3 separate regions of the Mus musculus genome follow, and all the other regions are linked to region 3. The links are chromatin contacts, called in public HiCAR-type and promoter capture Hi-C maps. All regions are on one chromosome and are shown on one strand. The core of a region is the stretch at or near the end of the contact, and the rest is flanking DNA. Distances in the headings are between cores, read along the strand shown. Region 1 holds the start of Lamp5 (lysosomal-associated membrane protein family, member 5). Region 2 overlaps Plcb4 (phospholipase C, beta 4). Region 3 holds the start of Bmp2 (bone morphogenetic protein 2).

What was found. Promoter capture Hi-C pulls out the DNA fragments that hold promoters and counts their contacts. HiCAR-type assays count read pairs that join an accessible place to other places.
Region 1: a contact with region 3 is called in a promoter capture Hi-C map of embryonic stem cells, with 4 times the contacts expected there. The contact joins the promoter of Lamp5 here to the promoter of Bmp2 in region 3. A contact is called at or near these places in 2 of 39 promoter capture datasets (the 3T3-L1 cell line and embryonic stem cells).
Region 2: a contact with region 3 is called in a HiCAR-type map of astrocytes, with 5 times the contacts expected there. The contact joins the enhancer-like site here to the promoter of Bmp2 in region 3. A contact is called at or near these places in 2 of 39 promoter capture datasets (hippocampal neurons and liver) and 2 of 115 datasets of contacts at active chromatin or transcription factors (astrocytes and embryonic forebrain).

Annotation. Positions count from the first base shown.
Region 1 is chr2:136,056,110-136,059,401 of GRCm38.p6, reverse strand. It overlaps Lamp5 (lysosomal-associated membrane protein family, member 5), which reads right to left and starts at 1,654. Exons shown (of 6, transcript NM_029530.3): 1 at 1,026-1,654; 2 at 284-456. The coding sequence starts at 1,089.
Region 2 is chr2:135,710,952-135,713,942 of GRCm38.p6, reverse strand. The region is part of intron 1 of Plcb4 (phospholipase C, beta 4); the gene reads right to left. Among named protein-coding and RNA genes, the nearest start is that of Plcb4, 53 kb to the right of the region's middle. Within about 2 kb of position 1,447, at least 150 of the 459 cell types and tissues checked have an H3K27ac peak or open chromatin away from gene starts, as enhancers often do. A contact at or near this core is called in astrocytes, embryonic forebrain and liver, where this site is marked.
Region 3 is chr2:133,550,394-133,553,672 of GRCm38.p6, reverse strand. It overlaps Bmp2 (bone morphogenetic protein 2), which reads right to left and starts at 1,514. Exons shown (of 3, transcript NM_007553.3): 1 at 322-1,514. RefSeq lists promoters at 549-864, 1,354-1,552, 549-3,279 and a cis regulatory region at 2,526-2,536.

The DNA.
Region 1 (3,292 bases), core at 405-2,904, 2.5 Mb before region 3:
GGCGCTCCTGTGCCCGCGCGCTCCGGGGTCCAGGAACATGCGGGTAGACTCTTACGTGCACACCCCTCCAGGAGGGGAGCAGAGAGGGGGGTTTACTTTTAAAGCAGGCAGGGCGAGCAGAAGGCGTTGCAAGCCGGAACCCCCATGCAGCATTCGGGAACAGCCTGCGGGGGGTTTGGGGGGGAAGAGGCGGGCGACTGAGGTCTTGGCAGGGCCTGGAGGGAGGGTGCCCTTCGGCCCTGCCGCCCCTAGGAGCAAGCTGGGGAGGAAAAAGATTCCTTACATCCACATAATTGCTGGCCCACACATCATAAGGTACAATAAATTTGGCTGCAAACTCTGCCATGAGACACGTCGTCCCATTTTCCCGCACCACAAATATGTCTTTCTCGGGGTTCGTGGAAAGGCCCGAAAGATTTTCCACTTCTTGTTCTGCCACGGTTTGGACCATTACATCTGCGGAACAAGGAAAGCAATTTCATTGCTCTCGGGCTCAACTAGCCCTCTGCTTTAGGACACCTGAGCTGGTTCTCTGCAGGCTTTGGAGAGGCAAAGTTCCCTGCTCGAAGCAGTGTGCTCCGCAAGCCATTTCTCTAGTCTACCGCCACCAAACTCATATTTACTGCTGATAATTTATAATGAAAACAGAAGCTAAAATAAAATTAAATTCTTATTTGCAATACGACTAGGCTTTAACACACACACTTACACACATACACACATACACACAGACACCCTGGGGGTTTAGGGAGCGCGGTTAAAGCTAAATCTTTCTTGGCAGTGCTATGCCCCACCATCACAGCCATGAGTTCGGCGTGTCTAGCGCTCTGTCTGGGAGATGCCATACAGGTGTGTGGCTCTCTGGGAGTTCTCTGATATGGATGGGTCATAACACTCACCAGCCCCAAATAACCACAAGCATAAAGACCTAGTACAACAGAGTGAAATCAGAGGGCTTTATTCGGTGTATTAGATTCTCTGCTGCAGAGTGCATTCAGTACCCCTGGTCCCCAGACGCTACTCACGGAAGAACATTAGGAGAATCCGAAGTCTGTCTCCACCAAGAAGGGTTCTTACTCGGAGATCCATGCTGTTGCCGCGAACCAGGCAGATGTGTTTCTGCTGCAAAGGCCGCCCCGGGAGGAAATCCCTCAAAGTGGCCGGTAGAGTGAGCTAAGGGAGGGGGCGGACTGGGAGGAGGGAGCGCGCGGGATAGTCGCGTGCTGCACTGGGTGCTATGGCTCTCCCGCCGCACACTGCAGAGGAAGCACCCAGGATGCAGGAGCTGTCCACGCTGAGAGTTCTGGAAATAACGAGGTTGTGTTTCAGGACTTGTAATTTGGCTTGTCTAGAAGGCCAATGGGATTGGGGTGGTGTGGGGGAGGAAATTTCTCCCTGGGTCTGTATACTGCTCTGCAATGGTATCTGCAAAGATGACTCTGTCCTAGGAAACTTAATGCCACCCTCGGACTTGCTAAACCCTCCCACCAGGTACAGCCAGTATGTACTGTAGATATAACACCACCGGAGCTCCGAATTCTGCTCTTGAAACAAACCAATAGATTTGTTTCAGATTGTTCATTCTTTGGAGAAGGAAGGTAGGCAGGAACAGAGAAGGAAAATGCTATGGCAACAGTTTCCGGCTTTCAGAGACATCTGTACCCACTCAAGAGCTGCTGAGTATAAGGTTAAAATGATATCTCCTCAAAGGGGGTGGGGGGGTCCAGGCCATGCCGCATATCCTTTGGGACCCAGTGACCAGTGAGATCTATCTCTGAGGGCATGTGGCCTGAGCTAGCCCCATGCAGTAAGCTGTGATCACTCTGTTAAGAGGGTTGCAAATAAACCTAAATCTTGGGAGCAGACAGGGTTATCTGGGGTCTCATAGGACAGAAATTTTAGAACTATGGTGTAAGTAAAGACCTATAGTTATGTAATGAAAACAGGCTGGTATTACGCTAAAGCTTCTGGGGAGCAGAAAGACAAACATCGCTAGATAATTCCTGTATTTGCATTTTGGTAGTTCGCTGATTTTTTTCTTTTTAATTCTTGCTCTAATAAATCAGAATGAACCTTTTTTGGGGGAATAGTCATGGTGCTCTAATTAATTGTAATGATGTCCAAATATTTCTTTTATTAGAGAATATTGCACTAGGTCAATAAATAATAATCGCCTTAAACATAATGACATAGCCAATGTCGTGTTAAAGGACAAACTGCAAAGCATTTTACCTATGTTGTCAGTTTGAATCTCTCCATGACTTTAGAAGCTGAGCAAATGAAAATAGAGGTTATTGTTATTGTTATACCTCCCCCAAAGTGAGACATTGAGAAATTCAATGACCTTCCCAAAGTCATATGGCCAGTTTGAATTAAAATAGAAAAAAAATCACGTGTTTTACATTTACAAGGATCGTAATCATTTCTCTTTATATAACACTTTCATTCTAAAACTTAGCATATTATGACCGCCACTACAATTTTTTATTAAATGATAAATGAACTGAAACCTAAAAATATTAATAATTCACACTTTTACATCTATAAAGTGCCAATTTAAGAACTGATATGCTCTAACATAGTATTTGCTTCAAATTGCCAATATAATTCTGTGTATTTAATTTTTCAAAAAAATCCTTCTATCAAAAATTAGATCAATAGCAACTCAAATTGTAAAGTATTACAATTAATACTTGTAGCACTATATTAATTAATACTGAAGCACTATATCTTTTGATATATATCTGCATTTTGGAATTTCATCAAAAATGGCAACAATCTTGTGAAAGTGATTATATATACAAAATGGAGGCAAATTGTTATTCATATAATTTCAATTCTTATTACATATATAAAACATATATCATCTGTTAACAATTATGAAACACTTATTTTTTCTGAGATACTGTAAGACTTATAAAGCAAGAACACATTCATCCTTGTTTTTATTTGTCTTCCTGTCTGTCTGTCTGTCTGTCTGTCTGTCTGTCTCTCTTTGTGTCTTTCTACCTGTGTCTCTCTCTCTCTGTGTGATGTAGGATTACAACCTTCTGCAGGATGTAATTTCTCTTATTTAAAAATATTGCTGTAATATTTAAGGCAGTGTTTCTCAACCTTTTTAAATACTGTGACCCTTTAATACAGTTACTCACGTTGTGGTGACCCCCAACTATACAATTATTTTTGTTGTTTCTTCATGGCTGTAATTTTGCCACGGGTATGAATCATAATATAAATAGCTGGGTTTTCTGTTTGTGTCAGGTGATCCCTGTGAAAGGATTATCTGACCCTA
Region 2 (2,991 bases), core at 198-2,697, 2.2 Mb before region 3:
TAAAGTAGCATTAACAATCTACTAAAGCAGGCATACTACAAGCCTGAAAAAACACCAGGTGCAGAGTCTAAAAATCACACTTTAAAATTGTAATTTAGGATAAACTTCATTAATGCTGAGCAGCAGCCGATCACACACACGACCGTGTGCTAGGATGCAACCCCATCGGATGTAAAGAACTCTTATTCATTACAATAGATTTACATTTTAATCATACCGTCCACGGCTTTCTAAAGTCTACTATGAACAGAGAATGAGAGTATGGAAGCACCTTCAGCGGTGACTAAAACACGACACCTCATTTACGAAACAAGACTGTCTTCACACTGCAGCTGTACGAGAACTTTTGGGGCTCTTCAGGTTTTGATTTATTACTCAGAGGTTTACAAAAAAAGAACATAGTCAGATTTTAGGAAATTTTAATATAATTGTAAGTTTTCATATAGACCACAAACTCATAGTTCTCAGTGAAGGAGTCAACCCTCAGAACAAGGTTCACATCTCAAAATGAGGGTAGGTGTAAAAAATAAAGTCCACCACCTTTGTTCAAGCAAACAAAGACCTTCAAAGGCTACCTCTGGTGATGGGTGCCTGGCAGGGAGAAAGGAGCTGGCCAGATGTCCTGTGAAATTCACTGTCATCAGGCGGCTTCACAGCAAAGCATTAACCATCAGCTCACCTTCTCCAGGCAGTAGAACCCTGCCCAGGCTTGTCACAAGCTTAGTTAGGCAAGAAGTGCCCCCTCTGCAATTGTACACCTCGACTGGACAGGAGCAAATGTCAGGACGCCTTAGGAAGCTGTGTGAACTCTCCCCAGGTCCCACCAAGGGTTCTGGACAGCTGCCCGGCGGGAGAGGCAAGGGACCCCTAACCTGGGTAACTGGGTCTTGTTACTCCTCTGGTTAACTCTTCTTACAGTCATGACTCATTCACGGGCTGAATATTAAATAGAAGGGGAGGTCCTGATGTAACCCCACATGTAGTATTTAACACTCCTTCCTCCCAAAGCAGTGAGCTCAGACTCTCACTACCCTCCGACATGCTCGCTCGGTATCACCTCCGAGCATCGACTTAGGCCATTTACTTTCAGCTTCTTCAAATGGGGTCAGTATCGTATTCGTGCTCTAAGCATCGCTATCTTCCTATCTCTCCACAGAACCTAACATCTGTTCACCCCCCATCTGAACAGAATGCGTATTTCAAAGGGTCCTCTGTCAGTCCCAGACTGGTTTATTAGAAGTCCTTCCTGGGGATAGTGTGGTAGTAGCAACCTTTAATCACACTGATCTGGAGGCAGAGGCAGGGGTTCTCTGTGAATCGGGGCAACCCTTGTGTGGAGGAAGAAGAGGAGGAAAAAAATCTCAACGCACTTCCCTCTCACTCTTGCTGAACACAAAGCTCGGTGGGGTAGCCAGTCATGCCCGGCTCTGTGCTTGGCATTCTCCTGACAGGGACACCAATGAATAGAACTCATATTGATGCAATAGAAGTAACAACCTGGAGGCGCTGAAAACTGTCCAGAATCAAACAAGGGTTTAATTATGTTTGAGACTGTTTTAGCAATTTGGAATATTAGAATACTTAGCAATTTAGATTATTAAGAAACAAATAAAATTAAGCATTTTAGCAATTTTGATTATGATACCCCCCAAAAAAATCTTACAAAGGTAATTAAAGTATCTAGCAAGATATGATTTCCCCACAATGCGCGGTATTTCCTGCCATTTCTTTAGACATCCAGACCTATACCACAGCTGGCAAGCACAGGGGCAGAGGCTAGCAGGCAGTCTTTGAATGCAAGGACACAAGAGTGGCGCGCTTGCGCAATCAGAACTCCAAGTTCCCTCCCCTGCCTCCCAGGGAGGTCCTGATAGAATGTTCCCTTGGGGGGCTGCCAGTTTTGTGTTGCTATCTGAGGAAGCTGGGAGGTGCCCACGAGCTAACACAGCCGAGTTCCAATGCCAAAATATTTCAGGCATTTTAATTTTTATTACAATTTAAACGGACCTCAGAATAGAAGAAAACTTGCCTCCTGAACTTTACTTTTGTTTAAATGAGCCTATTAATTTTCCTTCTGAGCACTGGGGTTGGCATTCCCCCCCCCCCGCCCCCCGAAACTGGTGTGTGTAAGACCTCAGCCCCTCCCCCATGCAGTTCTCCTTGCTGGTGCAGGGATCCCAGCGGCTTGAGACTTTTCAGCCTTCAATCCCTTCAGAAAGGCCTGCCTTTGTGGAAAAGACAAAAACCTTATACTTAACACACTGAAAAGCTGAATTTAAAAGGGGGCTGGAAGGGGGGGAGGAGGAGGAGGAAATTGTTCTAATTACAGGGAGAGCTTGTACATGCAAATGTAGTTTTCCTTGGGGAGATCTGCATGTTCTTAATAAGGAATCCCCAAGCCAAAGTACACATTAAGCTTTTCCTCATCTTTAAAGCGATGCTCTTGCCCAGAAACCGTACAGGAAAGCAGTCTCTGAATGTGCTCTAGGCCTGGCCCAGAGCTGCTGCTTATGAAAGAAAGGCCTTTATGAAGTGTTTTGTGATGCTCAAAAGGTACACTGTCATCCCTAAGGAATGAGCAATACAGTAAAATGTTTGCTTCAACAGCAGTTTATCTAAACCACTCTTGGTCAAGGGTATATACATTTTATAAATGAGTCTCAAATGCTGAGCGCTGCCAATCAGACAAGAACTGGCCACAAATTCTGGGAAGAGGAAACACTCAAGGACAACTCTGTGATAACAGCGTCATTAAGGACTACGTAGCAGGGACATCCAAAGTGAGACCCATTTTTAATTTGGTCTAAGTACAGTGCAATGGACCTTTGCAGTGGAATGTGATGGTCTCTCATGCACTCTGGAGGCTGAGGCAGGAGGACCACAGATTAAGAGGTCTATAACTATATTGCATGAACTATATTGGGAGGCAAAACCTTGTCCCAAAATAATTTTTTATCTATTTTGTTTTTTAAATGATGAGTTTGTATCTGT
Region 3 (3,279 bases), core at 265-2,764:
ATGAACTAGTAAAATCTACTGGCCATACTCTTTAAATGGATTTCTGCATTTTTTTTTTTGAAAGCCCAAAACAGCCCTTATAATGTATCGAAAACTTGGGGAGGAGGAACCGGCTGGAGGAAGGTCGCAGGCCAGTGGGCAAGGCAGAGGGATCTGGGGTTTGGAATGCCTAACCCCTCTAGGGATCCGCTGCACGTGCACCGGGTGAGGGTATGTTTACGTCCACTCCACTCCACCAGTCCTCCCAGGCGCCCTGCGCCGTTGGGCGGGAAGCGGTGTCACCCGCCAGCCAACCCCGGGTCCCCGGCCCGTGTCCTCTACCTTTAGGAGACCGCAGTCCGTCTAAGAAGCACTAGGGGGCACGTCCATTGAGAGAGTCTCCACATGGAAAAAGCTCTGTCCGAGGGACCTGGAGCAGCAACTGGGCTTCTGTTGCTTTTCTTCGCCTCCTCCTCCTTCTCCGGGTGTTCTCCCTGTAGGGAACTGTGTCTTGGGGTGGGCCCAGCGGGCTGAGGAAGAGAGGTGATCGGGCTGGAGGCGGCAAGACTGGATCCGCCGGGCGAGGACACCGGCGCGAAGTGGGGAGCCCAAGTCACTCTCCCGGCAAGTTCAAGAAGTCTCCAGCCAAGTGCTGACACACAGCCTCGAGCAGGGGGAGGAGTGCGGGGCCGGGACGGGAAGGGAAGGCTGAGGCAAGGCTGCTGCTGTCGTCGGCCTCAGGGACCAGCGCTGGCGGGGCGCGGGGCTGGCTCCGGGACTCGCCGGGCGAGGGACGGACGTTCTGCGTTAGCTGGGCCGCGACCCATGGCTCGGGGCAGCCATCGTGGGCGATGCCGTGTCCGGGCAAGGGCGCAGCGAAGATCTGGGTGGCGGGCGGGCCGCCACTCTGCATCCCTCAGCCTGACTCTGGCGCACCCCCATCAGCGCTCGCCAGCAGAGCCCGCACGGCTGCGGCGCCCCGGCGTCCTGGGGCTCATTCTCGAGACAGTCCAGCCGCGCGTCTCGGGTTGCCAAACCGGGTGACCTCGCGCTCCGAGCCCTCGGGCCAAGTGTCTTTTGTGGCAGCCTGGGGTCCACTCACTCTTCCGCCCGCTCGCCTTGGGCGCTCACTCCTGGGTCAGAGTGGCCCCGCATTGAGGGTAAGACTGTGCTCCGGACTCCCGGTTCTTAGCGTCGGTCCGCGACTCTAGCTTCTCCCGGACAGCCGAGGCCACAGCGCCAGGCGCGCACAGTCTGGAGTTCCAACCCGTGTCGTGCCAGTCCCTCGAAGCCGCGGGTGACCCTCGCGTCTTTCGCCGGGAGGGCGTCCGGTGCCTGGTGTCGCCTGGGGAGGCTACGTCCGGGGCTGCCAATCCCGGGCGGGCTGTGGGAAGCGCAGCGGCGGCGGGCGCAGTGCGAGCAGGGCTCTGCGCGGCAGGGCGAGGACTCCGGCGGCGACGACGGAGGCGCCGTGGCGCGGCGCTCGCGGCTTTTAAAGGAGACGCCGCCTGCCGGCTCCCTCCCGGCCGTGGCCGAACACCTCCCCCTCGGAGGCGCAGCGCGCCGGGGATCCCCGGGCGGGCGGGAGCGGCGCGCAGGGGTGTGGACGGCGCGCCCTACGGGGCGGCCGCGGTGGAGCGGGGCGGGGCGAGCGCGCGGCCGCTAAGGGGTCGCGTCCCGGATGAGTGTGAAGCCGACCCCCGGGACCTGGATCCGCGCCCACAGCTGCGGGAGACTAGGGCAAATCCAGAGTCCACTGGCCTCTGAGTTCCCTCATTGGGCCAATATTCAACTTGAGTTTGAAGTTTTTAGGTAAGAGCACATTAAAAAGAAGAACAGAACTTACAAGTTATTAGACATTTTGGCAAAAATGTGAGCAAACGCTTCTGTTTTGAATGGTGAGAAGAAAATGTCGAGAAATAGCCGATACACATCTGAGTGCATTATTACATTTTATAAATATTCATACATTTATATTCAAATAAATGAATCTAATAAAAAGATGCATATATTTTATATGTATTTATTTATGTAAATTATAAAAATACGGGTACAGGTTTCTGAACATAGATACACACTTGTAAAGTGGACATCCCTTCTAGTGATGTGTGTGTGTGTGTGTGTGTGTGTGTGTGTGTGTCCATGTGAGGGGACAATGAGAGTTAATAGAAATTCTCTTTATAGAAGCGATCACTTCGATACTTGTGATATTTATCTTCCCTTCCACACCCACCTACTCCAGAGTCAGGTAACAAGACAATTCCGGTTTGAGACCTTTGAATTTTCTGCCTGGTCCTCTCTCTCCACTGGGTCTCCAGCAGTAAGGCTCTGGCTGTGGCCAAGCCAGTTTTCTTCCTCAGCTGGAAATGTCCCCAAAGCTGCTGAGCCAGGATTCTTTTTTGAAATCTTTCCATTTCTCCCTACATTCAGGAGCCTTCATAGTACCACCACTGGCTACCCACAGGACCCCCAAAACTATGGGCTGAGCATTCCTGTAGAAGACCAGAGTGAATAACGTTACGTTGTGAACCAGATCTTTCCAGTTTGCAAAGCAAAGACCGAGAAAGACCAGAAGCAGGGGCTTTAATGATTTTTTTACCCACGTGTGCTAGCTTTTCAGTCGGGGAGCTAAAATAACTCTAGGTTCGTTCACCTAAATCGGATTAGCAACCCACAGAGGGAAATTAGGCCCTGGCTGTTTCTAGAGCTGTAGAGGTCAAATAAGGTATTTTTGAAGGAAGGCTGTCTACAAGGGAAATTAAAGGAGAGGAAGGGATAGATCCAGCAATTTGCGATCAGCTACTGTATTCCTTTTTAAAACGTGTTGCAGAAGTTGTCACTCTGAATCATGAGACACCAAACAAGGCGGCAATAAAACACTCCACTCAGACGTGTAAGTGTGTAAGTCAAAAGGGCTGATCGCCTCTGAAGCCATTTCCTTCCCTATCAAGTTTAATTGAGAAGTTAACCATTGCTTCTGTCATCGCGGAGGCGGAAGGAGCAAAGCAAGAAACTCCGAACCTATATGAGATTTAAATGAGAAAGTTGCCTTTAATGAGGAAGAGAAAGCTGACAGCTGTTGGACCAACCCCAAGAAAAGATGAAAATGAAACCTTTGGTGATGACATCAACAATGCCTTGCAGCTTTGGGCCTCTGGAACACCAGAAGAGAGAGTTTGGCCGTTTAGGATATCCTTAGTAATCAAGTCTCTGAGGTAAAATGGATGCCTCTGGACAGTTACTCCACCTTGGTGGTGCCTGCTGGCTTCTTTTTTGTAGCCCAGAGAGGTGCTGCTAAAA